Linked DNA regions of Mus musculus: all the other regions are linked to region 3. A link is a contact called in public HiChIP or PLAC-seq and promoter capture Hi-C data. All regions are on one chromosome and are shown on one strand. Each heading gives the region's core, a stretch centred on a gene start, on an enhancer-like site or on the middle of the called end of the contact. The rest is flanking DNA. Distances are from core to core; before and after follow the strand shown.

Evidence for each region. Promoter capture Hi-C pulls out the DNA fragments that hold promoters and counts their contacts. HiChIP or PLAC-seq counts read pairs in DNA pulled down with a chosen protein or histone mark. Capture Hi-C pulls out chosen DNA fragments and counts their contacts.
Region 1: a contact with region 3 is called in a promoter capture Hi-C map of adipose tissue. The contact joins the promoter of Bnc1 here to the promoter of Ap3b2 in region 3. A contact is called at or near these places in 3 of 39 promoter capture datasets (the C10 cell line and the HPC-7 cell line) and 1 of 9 other capture datasets (adipose tissue).
Region 2: an H3K4me3 HiChIP or PLAC-seq map of neural tube shows a contact between it and region 3, with 4 times the contacts expected there. The contact joins the enhancer-like site here to the promoter of Ap3b2 in region 3. A contact is called at or near these places in 6 of 39 promoter capture datasets (the 3T3-L1 cell line, 3T3-L1-derived adipocytes, the HPC-7 cell line and 3 more), 2 of 115 datasets of contacts at active chromatin or transcription factors (embryonic forebrain and neural tube) and 1 of 9 other capture datasets (liver).
Region 4: a promoter capture Hi-C map of neural stem cells shows a contact between it and region 3. The contact joins the promoter of Zfp592 here to the promoter of Ap3b2 in region 3. A contact is called at or near these places in 1 of 39 promoter capture datasets (neural stem cells) and 1 of 115 datasets of contacts at active chromatin or transcription factors (acute myeloid leukemia).

The regions. Positions count from the first base shown.
Region 1 is chr7:81,990,873-81,993,585 of GRCm38.p6, forward strand. It overlaps Bnc1 (basonuclin 1), which reads right to left and starts at 1,427. Exons shown (of 5, transcript NM_007562.2): 1 at 1,323-1,427. The coding sequence starts at 1,418.
Region 2 is chr7:81,178,279-81,181,153 of GRCm38.p6, forward strand. No RefSeq gene overlaps it. Among named protein-coding and RNA genes, the nearest start is that of Gm44968, 27 kb to the right of the region's middle. Within about 2 kb of position 1,508, at least 59 of the 459 cell types and tissues checked have an H3K27ac peak or open chromatin away from gene starts, as enhancers often do.
Region 3 is chr7:81,492,639-81,495,448 of GRCm38.p6, forward strand. Ap3b2 (adaptor-related protein complex 3, beta 2 subunit) reads right to left here and starts at 1,287. Exons shown (of 26, transcript NM_021492.3): 1 at 870-1,287. The coding sequence starts at 982. It overlaps BC048679 (cDNA sequence BC048679), which reads right to left. Exons shown (of 6, transcript NM_001193274.1): 5 at 2,488-2,735; 6 at 1,636-1,740. The coding sequence ends at 1,708.
Region 4 is chr7:80,992,052-80,995,159 of GRCm38.p6, forward strand. It overlaps Zfp592 (zinc finger protein 592), which reads left to right and starts at 1,633. Exons shown (of 10, transcript NM_178707.4): 1 at 1,633-1,711.

The DNA.
Region 1 (2,713 bases), core at 177-2,676, 500 kb after region 3:
AGAAAAATTTACTTCTTATTGTTGATATATCTGTTCTGTGTTTCCATGCAGTAACAGGTTCTCTCTCTCTCTCTCTCTCTCTCTCTCTCTCTCTCTCTCTCTCTCTCTCTCTCTCTCTCTCTCTCTCTCACACACACACTCTGACAGGGATTCCCAGGACACCAGTGGGGCCTCTTTCAAGCCCCTTAAGTGTTAACAGCAGAGGCCTGGCTGTGACCAGGCGTCTGGCCCGATTTAAATGCCCTCATCTTCAGAGGTCTGCGGTGAGCCTAGCCATAAAACTAGGGGACATTACCGAACCCCAGAGTGTCTGATCTTCCCCCCCCCCCCCGCACTGCATACAACTTCACTCATACAATTAAGGCTGCTAGTTGGCATTCCATTTAACTGTCAAACTCAGGCTGGTGGCAGCCCCACAGCCACAAAGAGATGCCTTAAACGAGAAGAACATGTTTCTACACCGCATTTGAGAAAGTTTGGCTCCGAGCTATGTACTGATTGATATCAGATCTCTCTCACTTGCCTCTCCAATCTTGTCACATCTGGCTGACAAATCCCCAGGAGTTTATCCGAAGTCGTGAGGCCAGTAGGGTTAAGGGGCTCCCCTGGGGAAGCAGCGCCCGTGGACAGCGGACACCCGAAGCGGATGCTGGGGTACGCCCGGCTGGAACCCCGCTGCGGGGTGGACAGTCACTGGGCCACTAAGCACCTCACCTCTGCATTGCCAGGATCCCTTCCTGTCACTCTCAGGTAAACCATCTCCAAAGAGACTGGACCTTGGCCCTCTGGCTTCCCCATCAGCATCCGGATGCGCTCCTCCAAGTCCCTGAGCGACCGGAGGGCACGAACACCCCTCACTGTCCCACGCTCGACAAGCCAGGCGGAACGCCGGCAAACCAACGCACTCCTTCAGCGCGGTTCAACTGCGAGCATCCGTCCTCTTCAGACACGTCTAACTAAGCTGACGGTTTGCGGCGCTTTTGGTCTTTTGTCTCTTCCCTTTTAAAAAAGCAAGGATTTGTCCCTCAGGGGACCGGCGCCCCCTCCACGCCCCTCGGGCGTCTCCGCGACTCTCCTCCCGGGATGACCGAAGGTCACGGCTTGAAATACCAGACAGATGGACGTCCCTGCGCCAACAGCGGTTGGACAGGGGCTCTGGGGTGTAAGAGAAACGGGGCGCCGCTCACGGGTCACCTCGCTGCGACCGGGCACAGGCTGCGAGGAACTGCAGTTCGGCCTCCCGGGACGCACACACGGCGCCGACGACGAGCAGGTGGCCCTCGTAGGGCGGCCCCGCGCCCGTCGCCCGCGCGACCGCTTACCTCAGCCATCCTGCAGCCGCTGCGGAGCCGGCCTTCCCGGCGCGCGTCCCCTGCCCGGGCCGCTCCGCGTCCGCCCCGGCTCGGCGACCGCCGCATCCACGCTCTGGCCGTCTGGGCCACCCCCGCCCCCCCTGCGCAGGAGAAGTGGGCGGCTCCCCGCGGCGCCGGGTGACCGCGCCGGCCCTTGCGCCCCTCGTGCACCCTCGCGTCCGCCCCGCGCCCCGGGGTCCGCCCCTCCGCTCGCCCCGCCCCGCGCCCCTACTCCGGCCGCCGGGGGCTGCGGGCGACGCTCGAGGGGGTGTGGGGAGGCCACGCAGAGTCGCCTCGGTTGAGGCCAGGCCGCGGCCCCCCGCGCACAGCGGAGACCTCGGCGGCCGCGGGCGCGGAGGTGTCTGCCCCCGGCGGGCTTGAAGGCACTTGTTGAGAAGGAGACAGACGTGTCGGTGTTTGCCTCTCCCCGGCGAGGGCGAAACGCTCTCTGAAGTTCCCTGGCTCTGCTCTCTCGGGCTGATGCAGCCTCCCTCGCCTCCCCCGGAGGCGCCTCGGGTCCCGGTGTGGACCAGGCAGAAGGCTGCACTGCCCCCGCCCCCACCGGGAACTTTTTATTTCCACAGATGTGGGGACTTGGGTCGGGTCGTGGAGGCTTGATTGGGAACTCAAACACCCCGGTCTCTTGTGTGCTCTGTGTTAAAGTCCCGGTGTTACCGCTTGCCTGGGACAGGTGACTTCGCTCTCAGAGTTGGAAAGCGGGATTAGACTTAACTAGGTTCTAAGGAGACACGGAGATGAAGTGATAAATCAAACAAGAGTTTCGTCCCCTGGGAGCCGATGGGGAGGGGCTCGCCAGGAGAACCTGCTTTCCGGGGCCTGAGGACAAAGAAAAAGAATCCTTCGGCCCTAAGAACAGGGGAAGATTGTCCACAGCTGGTGTGAAACAGAACCAGGTTTTACTATATAGCTCTTGGGCAGGGCGGGACCTGAGACCTGAAGAGAGGCCAAAGTGTTTGGCTTTTTGGGTCTGTCCTTTTTAGAAGTAAGAGAGCCTAGACTTGGAGTGGCAGGTCCTGTTTCTTTTTTTTTTTTTTTTTTTTCTTTTTTTTTCCCCCAATTTGTTGCACCTGCTTCGCTGCTGGTGGGCGTCCTTGAAAAGGGAACACAGTCCTGCACAAATCAGAGATGCCGGGACAAAGAAAGAGTTGCAAACAGAAGACAGGATGCCAGTTACCCCACGTGCTGACAACAGGCTTCAGAGGGGGGAAAGGTGAGAACAGGACACATGACAGAAAAAAAAGTGTGGGCATCTGTGCTGCACGGGGTCCGGAAACTGGACACCTGGATTTCCCCCAGGTGCCTGTTCTGGGTCTACCTGGTGGTACTTTTCCTTGCAGGCA
Region 2 (2,875 bases), core at 258-2,757, 310 kb before region 3:
GAACTGTACATGACTAGGTTATTTTTCTTTTTATCCTGGGTGTGTGTGTTCACACACGTGCACATACGCATGCCTGCATCTGCGTGTATGTGCATGCCAGAGCTTTGGCAGAGTCCGAGGACAACCTCAGGTGTCCTTGCTTGCTACCTTATTTGAGGTGATGTCTCTCTGTTGTGTTTTAATGTAGGATACAGGGTGGGCTGGGCTGGGGTTTGAAGGATCCTCCTGTCTCTGCTTCCAGTATTCCATTAGCAGTGCTGTGGTTATAGATGTGTGAGCTATTGGCTCGCCCTTTCTATAGCTCTGGGGTTTGAATTCAGGGCCTCAGATTTGTACCACAAGCAGTTCAATCACTGAGCCATCTCCCCAGCCCAGGCCACAATTATGTTAAAAAGCCTCAATTCTTAACTGTTGGAGTTAATAAACCTACTTTTTAAATTGTCATGAAATTGTCTGCATTGTTACGCCCAATTTCTGTACCTACATTATTACAGATATGAAACTACTAATCCATAGCCTACCGTATTTCCATTTTAAAACTATGTATTTCTGTGGGAGTCTGCACGCACTACAGCATGCATATAGAGGTCTGAGGATGACCTGTGGAGTGGGTTTTCTTCTTTGTCTTCTTCTTCTTCTACAGTGTGGGTTCCAGAGAACAAACTCAGGTTGTCAGGCTTGGTGGCAATCACCCTCACCCATGGAGCCAGCCCCTCAGCTCCATGACTTACATTTTGCACAGCTTTGCCCTCAAAGTATTTTTAGCTAGTTAGAACTATTCAGAGATTTTTATATGCTCAGGGCTGGGCCTGTGTTTGAAATTCTCTCCAGAGAGCTGGGACAAGGCAGACTGTGTGTGTGTGTGCGCGATTTTTAACTTTTGGACACGGGGTTTCATATATACCGTGCTGGCCTCAAGCTTCCTATGTAGCCAAAGATGAAGTTGAATTTCTGATCCTCCTGCCTCCACCTCCTGAGCGATGAGATCATAAGTGTGTACCACCAGACCCAGTTTCTGTGGTTCTGAAGATCAGAGGCTCTGTGACTGCAGGGCAGGCACTCCTGCTAACTGAGTGGAAGCCGCTTTCTTGTGCGAGAATGTTTTGAGGACAATAGAAGTCTGAATAATCGATACAAATACGCCTTGTGGGGACAGTAGCGTGACTCCCGTCCCTAGTGTGGGCGACTGTTAGAAGTGGTTCCAAGGAACATGGCATGGAGGCAGAGGAGGTAAGAAGGGAAGTTTGCAGGAGAGAGGCCTCCTGGGTATGGTTAACACCAGTGAGGGGGTGGGGAGGTGCCTCTCCGGAGGCAGCGCCCTGCCCCTCTGTGGTCTCCCTCCCTCAACCTACAACCTCAGTCTAAACAGGAGGAAAACATTGAACAAACTCAAACCATGACATAATCTACAAAATATCTAACCACGATGCCACAGAACTGTCAGAGCCTTCGCCCACAAGGAAAACCTGCCCAGTGGAACCTAGGGAGACATCATGACTAAGTGTGATATTGTAGTGGTTGGTGTGTTGTCGCCCCTCCCCCCAGAGCTGGAGCACAGATCCCCAGCATGTGTGAGTGCAGCCTTATTTGGAAATAGATTGCTAGAGTTGGATTTAGAGTATTTTCCTGAAGGTAAAATATTGGGGGGGGGGGGGGAGGCTGTTGGTCCTCAGCCTGTGAGATGGCGGAGATGGGGCCTAGTGGGAAGTAAGAGGTGAGTTCACTGGGGAGCTACTTCAGTGGAGAAGAATCAGGACCCCACTTCCTTCCTATTTCTCTTTCTGTGCTTTCTGATCACCTAGATGTGACCCTAAACAACAGAGCCAAATGACCACAGACCAAAACTTCTGAAACCATGATCCACATAAGCCTTCTTCCTAGCAAGTGGGTTCCCAGACATTTTTGCCATAGTGACAGGCATGACTAACACACAGGTCCTGAAGATGTAAGTTAAGGATCTAGGATGAAATCGTCCTGGATTTAGGAGTGACAGGTATGAAGTGGAAGGGACAGGGAGATCTGAGACTCTCAGATGCATAAATGCACACAGAAGAAAGCCACGTGACTACGGAGGGAGATTAGAGCCCTGATCCCACAAGCGGGGGGGGGGGGGGGGGGGGGGAAGGGATGAGGGGCAAAGAAGGAGCCTCTGAGCTGGACATGGTGACTCATGCCTTTAATCCCAGCACTCGGGAGGCAGAGGCAGGAGGATTTCTGAGTTTGGAGCCAGCCTGGTCTACAAAGTGAGTTCCAGGACAGCCAGGGCTATACAAAGAAACCCTGTCTCGAAACAAACAAACAAACCAAAAAAGGAGCCTCTGGTCTCTGTGGAACTTAGCCGATTGACAGCCTCAGCCCCCAGAACCCTGAGGATACACCTCTGTTGTTGTAACAATGTTATGGCACTGGACTAAGGCAGCCCTAGGAGACTGATACAGGCGTCCTGCCCGAGATCCTGGACAAACACACCAGTGTGTGTGGGTCTCTCCAGCCACCATGACCAGCAGAGTAATGATCAGCCAGAGGCGAGAAGGCAGTTCAGTTTAATACAACTAAGTAGCCGGCGTTGGTTCAAACTTGGTCTGACCTGGAGCTGTTTATTTCATGCATATTTAAGCACGGCACAGTTTGGTGAAAGAGTGAGTGTGTTAATTAACCCATGCCCATGTCACAACAAAACTTAAGGTGTGACTATCTCAAAACTCTTTTTGAAGCACACGTGACTCCTTCCATAATGATGGGTTCTATAGATTGACTACATGTGACTCCTTCCATAGAGATGGGTTCCATAGATTGACACACTCAGGATAAGAGTCTGGGAGAGCATCTGATATAGTCTCAGCCATACAGATAGTACAAAGGTCACCAGGCTATT
Region 3 (2,810 bases), core at 37-2,536:
TAAGGGTTTGTTGCTGTTTGCAGCTGCTTGAGCATGTGAGGCCTAGCACTGACCATGCAGGGTAAGGAACAGGGTCACCCGATCATTAGTAATAAAAATCCAGTGGGACTCGCACTCGGTGAACCTGCCTGGTTGAGTGACCCTTCTGAAGAAGTGCATTCGCTTGCGCCTTGTGCTCTGGATTGTGTGGTGATTTCCCTGAGACCCCAGACCCATTTCTAACACGAGAGTACCTTCCTCCCTGAAATGGAACATGTCTTGCACTCCCACTCCTGACCCTTGAATTGTCAGGGCTACAATTGTGCTCCCGGTTGGAACAATCTATTGGCTCCTGTTCACTACTCCGTTCCGTGACTAACAGGTCCACAGGCCTTTAATTAATGTGCTATTGAATTTATGAACAAATAAATGAATGAGTCAAAGGTAAGATTCAAACCAAGTAGGGCTGAATCATAGGGCAATGTGGGGGTTGGGGAAAGATGGAGAAATTAATTTGCAGGAGGAGCCAGTTTCTCAGTCTACATCCAGGGCCGGCTTCCTGGAGTGGACCACACTCAAACTCCAGTTCCCCAATTCAGACCCGTCCCCTACGGAATTGGTTTTGGGGGTTTTGTTTTGGTTTCTCTTTGAGCCAGCGAATAAAAGGCTGCAAACATCATCGCAGCTGTTCCATAAGGACCCCGCCTGTCTGGTCCCTCCCCCACCAGCCTTGGGTCCCCCGCCCCTTCGTAGCTAAAGGCGAAGTGGCCCTGCTGCGGGAACCCCGGGAAGCGCGCAGGGCGGGTCTGGGTCGGCAGGGCCGCAGCCTCGCGGGCGCTGTCCATGGTGCCTGCGCGCCAGCCGCACCCGGCCGGCGCTCGCTAGCTCACCGCTTGTAGTCCGAGGAGAAGATACCGCCGCTCGCCGGGTCGTGGCCATATTCTGGCTCCCCGGGACCGGCTGAGCCGCCCTTGTCTTCGCTGTAGGCCGGAGCGGCCGACATGGATCTGCGCTGAGGGGTGGCTGAGCGGCCGGGTTGGGCTTTGGTCGAGGAATGGGATGCACGCCTAGCTCTGCGGAGCTGCAATCTGCGCGGCGGAGGCAGCGCGCAGATTCAGCAATCAGGGCTGAGCGCTAAGGTTCTTAAAGGGACCGGCACCACCCGCGGAGTGCAGGGTTGGGGTGAGCTGACAGGGGACGGAGGAACAGCGCCTGCCCTGTCCCAATCTCTCAGAACTCTCTGGCAACTGCAAGCATCTAAAGGTCTCTCACAGTGAGCAAGGCTGCAGGGCTGATGACTGTATAGTCTTTGGAGGGATGCGGACCTCCTGCCTCCGCCCTCCCGATCACCTGACCTCCACGGACCCGCCCACCCATGCAGTGAGAGAGGGGGACGTGAGGGACACTGAAAGAAGGCCATACTCGCAGGCCTGGGTTGGAACATCTACCTTGGAGATTTAGGGGTGGGTACCTTTCCATCCTTTTTCACACAGTCTAAATCCCTCTGAGGATAACCTGCTTACTCACTGGGAATCATAGCAACTTCCTGGAAGAAGTGGAATTTAAGAGGAGGCTGACCCAGGAAGCAAGTGCTAAGGGCATTCTGGGAGCAAATCAGTTCTAGGTGGAGTAAAGAGAACCTCCAACATCCTAATTACGTTTGGGAAAATACTTTAATGATCCCTTCTGAAACCTCTTTTGGCCCATTCAGGAGGACCCAAGGTCACATTAATCACTGGTTAGGTTCCTGTCCATTGACATCTAGAAGGGAAAGAAGACGAACAGATTGAGTTAGGGTCTGGTGTAATTGCCAGGTCTCCAGGACTTTGTGATTTATCAAGCTTAGCTCCTAAGACCCAAGGAAGGAAGGAAGGGAGGAAGGAAGGAAGGAAGGAAGGAAGGAAGGAAGGAAGGAAGGAAGGAAAGCAAGAAGAAGGATTGTAGCTAGTTCTGGATTAGAGAGAACACCCTGGACTAGGCTGATGGTGAATTGTTTATCTTTGGTCTAGATTTTGGACATGAGGTTGAGTGATTGGGAACTCCTGGCCAGGCTCATAGAATGGAAGTATTCCCAAGGACCGAGATTTGTAGACTAGGGTCCCAATTCTCTAAGATCAGAATTGGTGGACTGTTTGGAAAAGGATGGAACTGAGAAAGGCGGACTTTGGATCAATAGAAAGTTCTACTGCAAAAAGAAGGATGGAGTTGGAGCAGCCCCTGGGTTGGAGATCGGTCATGTTCAGTAAATATATCTGCTCAGGATCTAAGAACAGTAGCCTGAGGTCTACCTGGCGCTAAAGGGTTTCAAAGTGTGTAACTTCAAAAATAGGTACACCTATTCTGGGGACTTTAGATTGCCAGAGTAAAGAGTTTAAGATGAAAGGAACCTGGTCTGGGTGTAGTGGAGAGGGGAATCATCTGAATTATGCTGGAGCAAGTTGGTTAGGTGCCTTTGTTAGCAGACTGGGGCTGGCATGGGATGTGGGCAGGTAGAAGAGAGGCACTTACTGAGTCCATGCCCAACAGGTTCAGTGCAAAGTGCACACAGTTGCTGCTAGTGGGATGGTAGGGAGGAGGATCGTTGTCCATAGCTTCTCGCACGCGGCTCTCCAGCACCCTAGGGTCAACGCCACCGCGCCTGCGTAGCACACGCCAGAGCTGTCGGGAGCGCTGCAGAGCTCTGTGCCCCTGTTTACACACGACACCCTCACAGTAACCCAGAAACGTTTGTACTCCATTCTGGTTGGAGGTCCTGCCTGTGGGGATAGCAGGCCCAAAATCAGAGCAAATCGGAGCTAGCTTTGGTGCGACTCAGTAATCTGCCCTAGCAT
Region 4 (3,108 bases), core at 383-2,882, 500 kb before region 3:
AATTGCATGCCTCCCTAACTTACAATAAATAAAAAGTCCTGCCAGGCATAGTGGTGCATACCTTCTATCCCAGCGCCACAAAGCAGAGGTAGTGGGTCTCTGGAGTTGGAAGGTAATTTGGTCTACAGAGCAAGTCCTAGGACAGCCAGAGCTACACATAGAGAAAACCTGCCTCAAATAAACAAGATCCTTTCTTTCTTGGCTTTTAAGGCGGTCTTTCAATGTGTAACCCCAGCTGCTCTTGAACTCAAAATCATCTTGCCTCATTCTCCCAAGAGCTGGGATTACACACATGCACTACCGCACGGGACAAATATTTCTATCTTTATTCATCTTTCGAATCTTGTTGGACAACACGCCTTTTCCTTGGACTTCCTCTTCCCCATTTCCCATCTTTCTGGGATATAAACTATAAATGACTCTGTCTTTGGCTCCTTGAGCTCTCGCTCTCTCTCAAACTGGAACAAATGAAACAAACCTTTCTTTTTACTCCTTCTTAAGATGGAGGCTAGTTTTCCCTTCCTCTCCCTGCCAAACTTCTGGAAAGAATAATTTCTCGTAACTGCCTTCACTCCTTCATCACTACCGCACTCCTCATGCAGGTGTTGGGTTCTGTCGGGTCCTGGCACACAGCAGACTCAGCTGAATGTCAGCTCTGGCCCTTTTGCCAAGTGTGGGCTTTTTCCTGGTTTCTTCGGGAGGAATTTGCTCATGCTTAGCAATCCTGCCTGGCACCAGAACTGGCCTGCCAGTTCCCACCGTCCGACCCTGCTGCCTTACTATCGCGTCCCCAAGGGACTCCAGGTTCTTGGAAAGTCCTGCGGGTCAACTTGGTAATTTTTTTGTCGGCCGCCTCTCCGAGTTCTTGCCCTGGAGTCACAGCCTCCCTGGTGAGCCTGCGAATTGCCAGTCCACCCTGAGAGGTTATCAGCTCCCTCCACCCCAACCCCTCCACCTCCATTCCACTCTCCGAGCGTCCCTTGGCTCCCCCAGAGGTAACACGTCTGAGCGCCCCGCGCCCGCAAGCATGTCCTTCCATCCTGCGACGAGTAGCCATTTAAGGCGCACCTGAGTGCCCAGGCCCACTGCCCTCCTGCTTCCTTTCACTTAGCAGTGCTGCCTAGGCCCGACTCGCCCAGCTCTCCGCGAAGACGACTTCTTCCGAGCTCTTGAGGCGCTCGGCGTCCGGTCGGCCCATAGCCGCGAAGGTACAACGCGTCCCTCCGGCAGGCGGCCTGGGCCGCACCGAGGCCTCAGAGGCGCGTCCGAGCTTCCCGGGCCCAGGTGGCCGGGAGAGGCCGCGCCAAGGGCGGCGGGAGCCAGCCCAGGTCGGAGTCCCGGTCCTGCCTGCGCCGTCCTCGCCCCGCCCCTCCCCGGAGTCAGCGTAGCCAGGGTCGCACCAGCCTGAGGCGGGAGGGAGGCGGAAGGCGCGGGGCCGGGCCAGGCCAGGCCGGGCCGGGCCGGGCCGGGGCAGCTCTATAGCCGCACCGCCCTGGCCGGTGCCCAGGCCCGAGTCGCCTTCCGCCCGCCCTTCCCACCCGCGGCCTCAGCCAGGTCCCGCCGCCAGCCCGGCTCCCGCCCCCGCTCCGCCCCCGGAGCCGCAGCCCCGCCCGCCACCGCCGTCGCCATGTTGTGGCTCCCGCAGCCGGCGCTGGGGACGCGCGCGGCCGAGCCCGGGGCCTGTCGCTGCCGCCGCCGCCGCCGCCGCCAGGTAAGCGCCCCCCGCCGCCTGGACGGGGCGAGGCCACCATCCGGGCCGCTCCAGCTCGGGCAGGGGAGTCTGAGAGGAGCGGGCTCTGCCCGCGCCGCGGCCCGGCCCTGCAGCCTGGTGGACCCTGCCCGCCGCCCCAGGCGGCAGCCACTTCCCCCGATCGCCGCCAGGCGGGCCCTGGCCACCACCCTACCCCGCCCCCGGCCCGGACCCCTTCCGCCGCCGCCGCCCGCCGATCGGGGCGGCCCGGGCACTCCGCTGTCGTCCCGCGCGCGACAGGCGGCCGCCCGCCGAGCCCCCGGCCCAGGCAGGGATAACGGTGCACTTCACCAGGCTGGGACGCCCTGTCAGCTCCACGGTCCCCGCCGCGCGAGGACCTGGCGCCGTCACTGGGCAGACACTTAGAACATCGGCCCTCCTCGGCGCCCCTCAGTCTCCCCCTCAGCCTCGCCCAAGTTCTGACCCCGGGGGTTCCTTCTCCCGGGGCAGACAAGTCTTCCTCCTCCAGAGTTGGGGTGCTTAGGGGGGGGTGACCAGGCCTGTTGATCAGGCTTGAACTGATTTCTCTGCGGGGTCTCTTCCTGCCAACCGAGGGGCTAGTGGGGAAAGGCTCCGTGTGACCCGGGGAGGGGGAGGACAGGAGAGCGTCTGCTGGACAGATGGCCTCCTGGCCTTGAAGCAGCTTTTGTGAGGGGGAGGGGTCCGTATGACCTTAGGTATGCCTGCTCTTGAGAACCTAAGATTATTGGAGGTGGTCAGGTATTTTTTTTTTTTTTTAACTATTTTTACGAGCAGACCAGAGGTGACATTAAAAGTCCAGGGTTGAAACAACCTACAGGCCCACCCAGGGAGCATGCTTTGTAGCCAGGACAAGCCTAGATAGTTTCTGCTTTAGGAGAGTGGGATTCGGGTGGGTAAAATGGGTTTGGACCAGGGTTTGCCCGTGGCCTGTGCTCGTGTAGGAGCTAGAGTGTGATTGTGTCAGGTGTACACCGGCTGAGCACACAATGTGCTTGGCCTGATGGGTGCTGAGTGGGACTTCAGAAGTCTATTTGCTAAACTGACAGGTACATTACAGTGGGAAAGAGAAAGGAGCCTGGTGCTTTTTTTTTTTTTTTTTTTTTTTTGGACCATTTCTACAGCTCCACTGAAGATGGCTTTGGTTCATTACCCCTCCCCCCATCTCCACTTTTAACCAGGTTGGCCACCAAGCTCCGGTCTTAAACCTCCCCCGTAGTTGGGACTTCAGGCAACCATGCCTAACTGAAAACATTTTTTTTTCTGAGTATTTGTAGTATGCGCCATGACAGAACTAGGTTTTGGAGATACTGTGTCAACCAGAAAGATACCTCCACTTTAGTGTGGGAGATCTTGACCTAGAGACAAAGTCCAGAAAT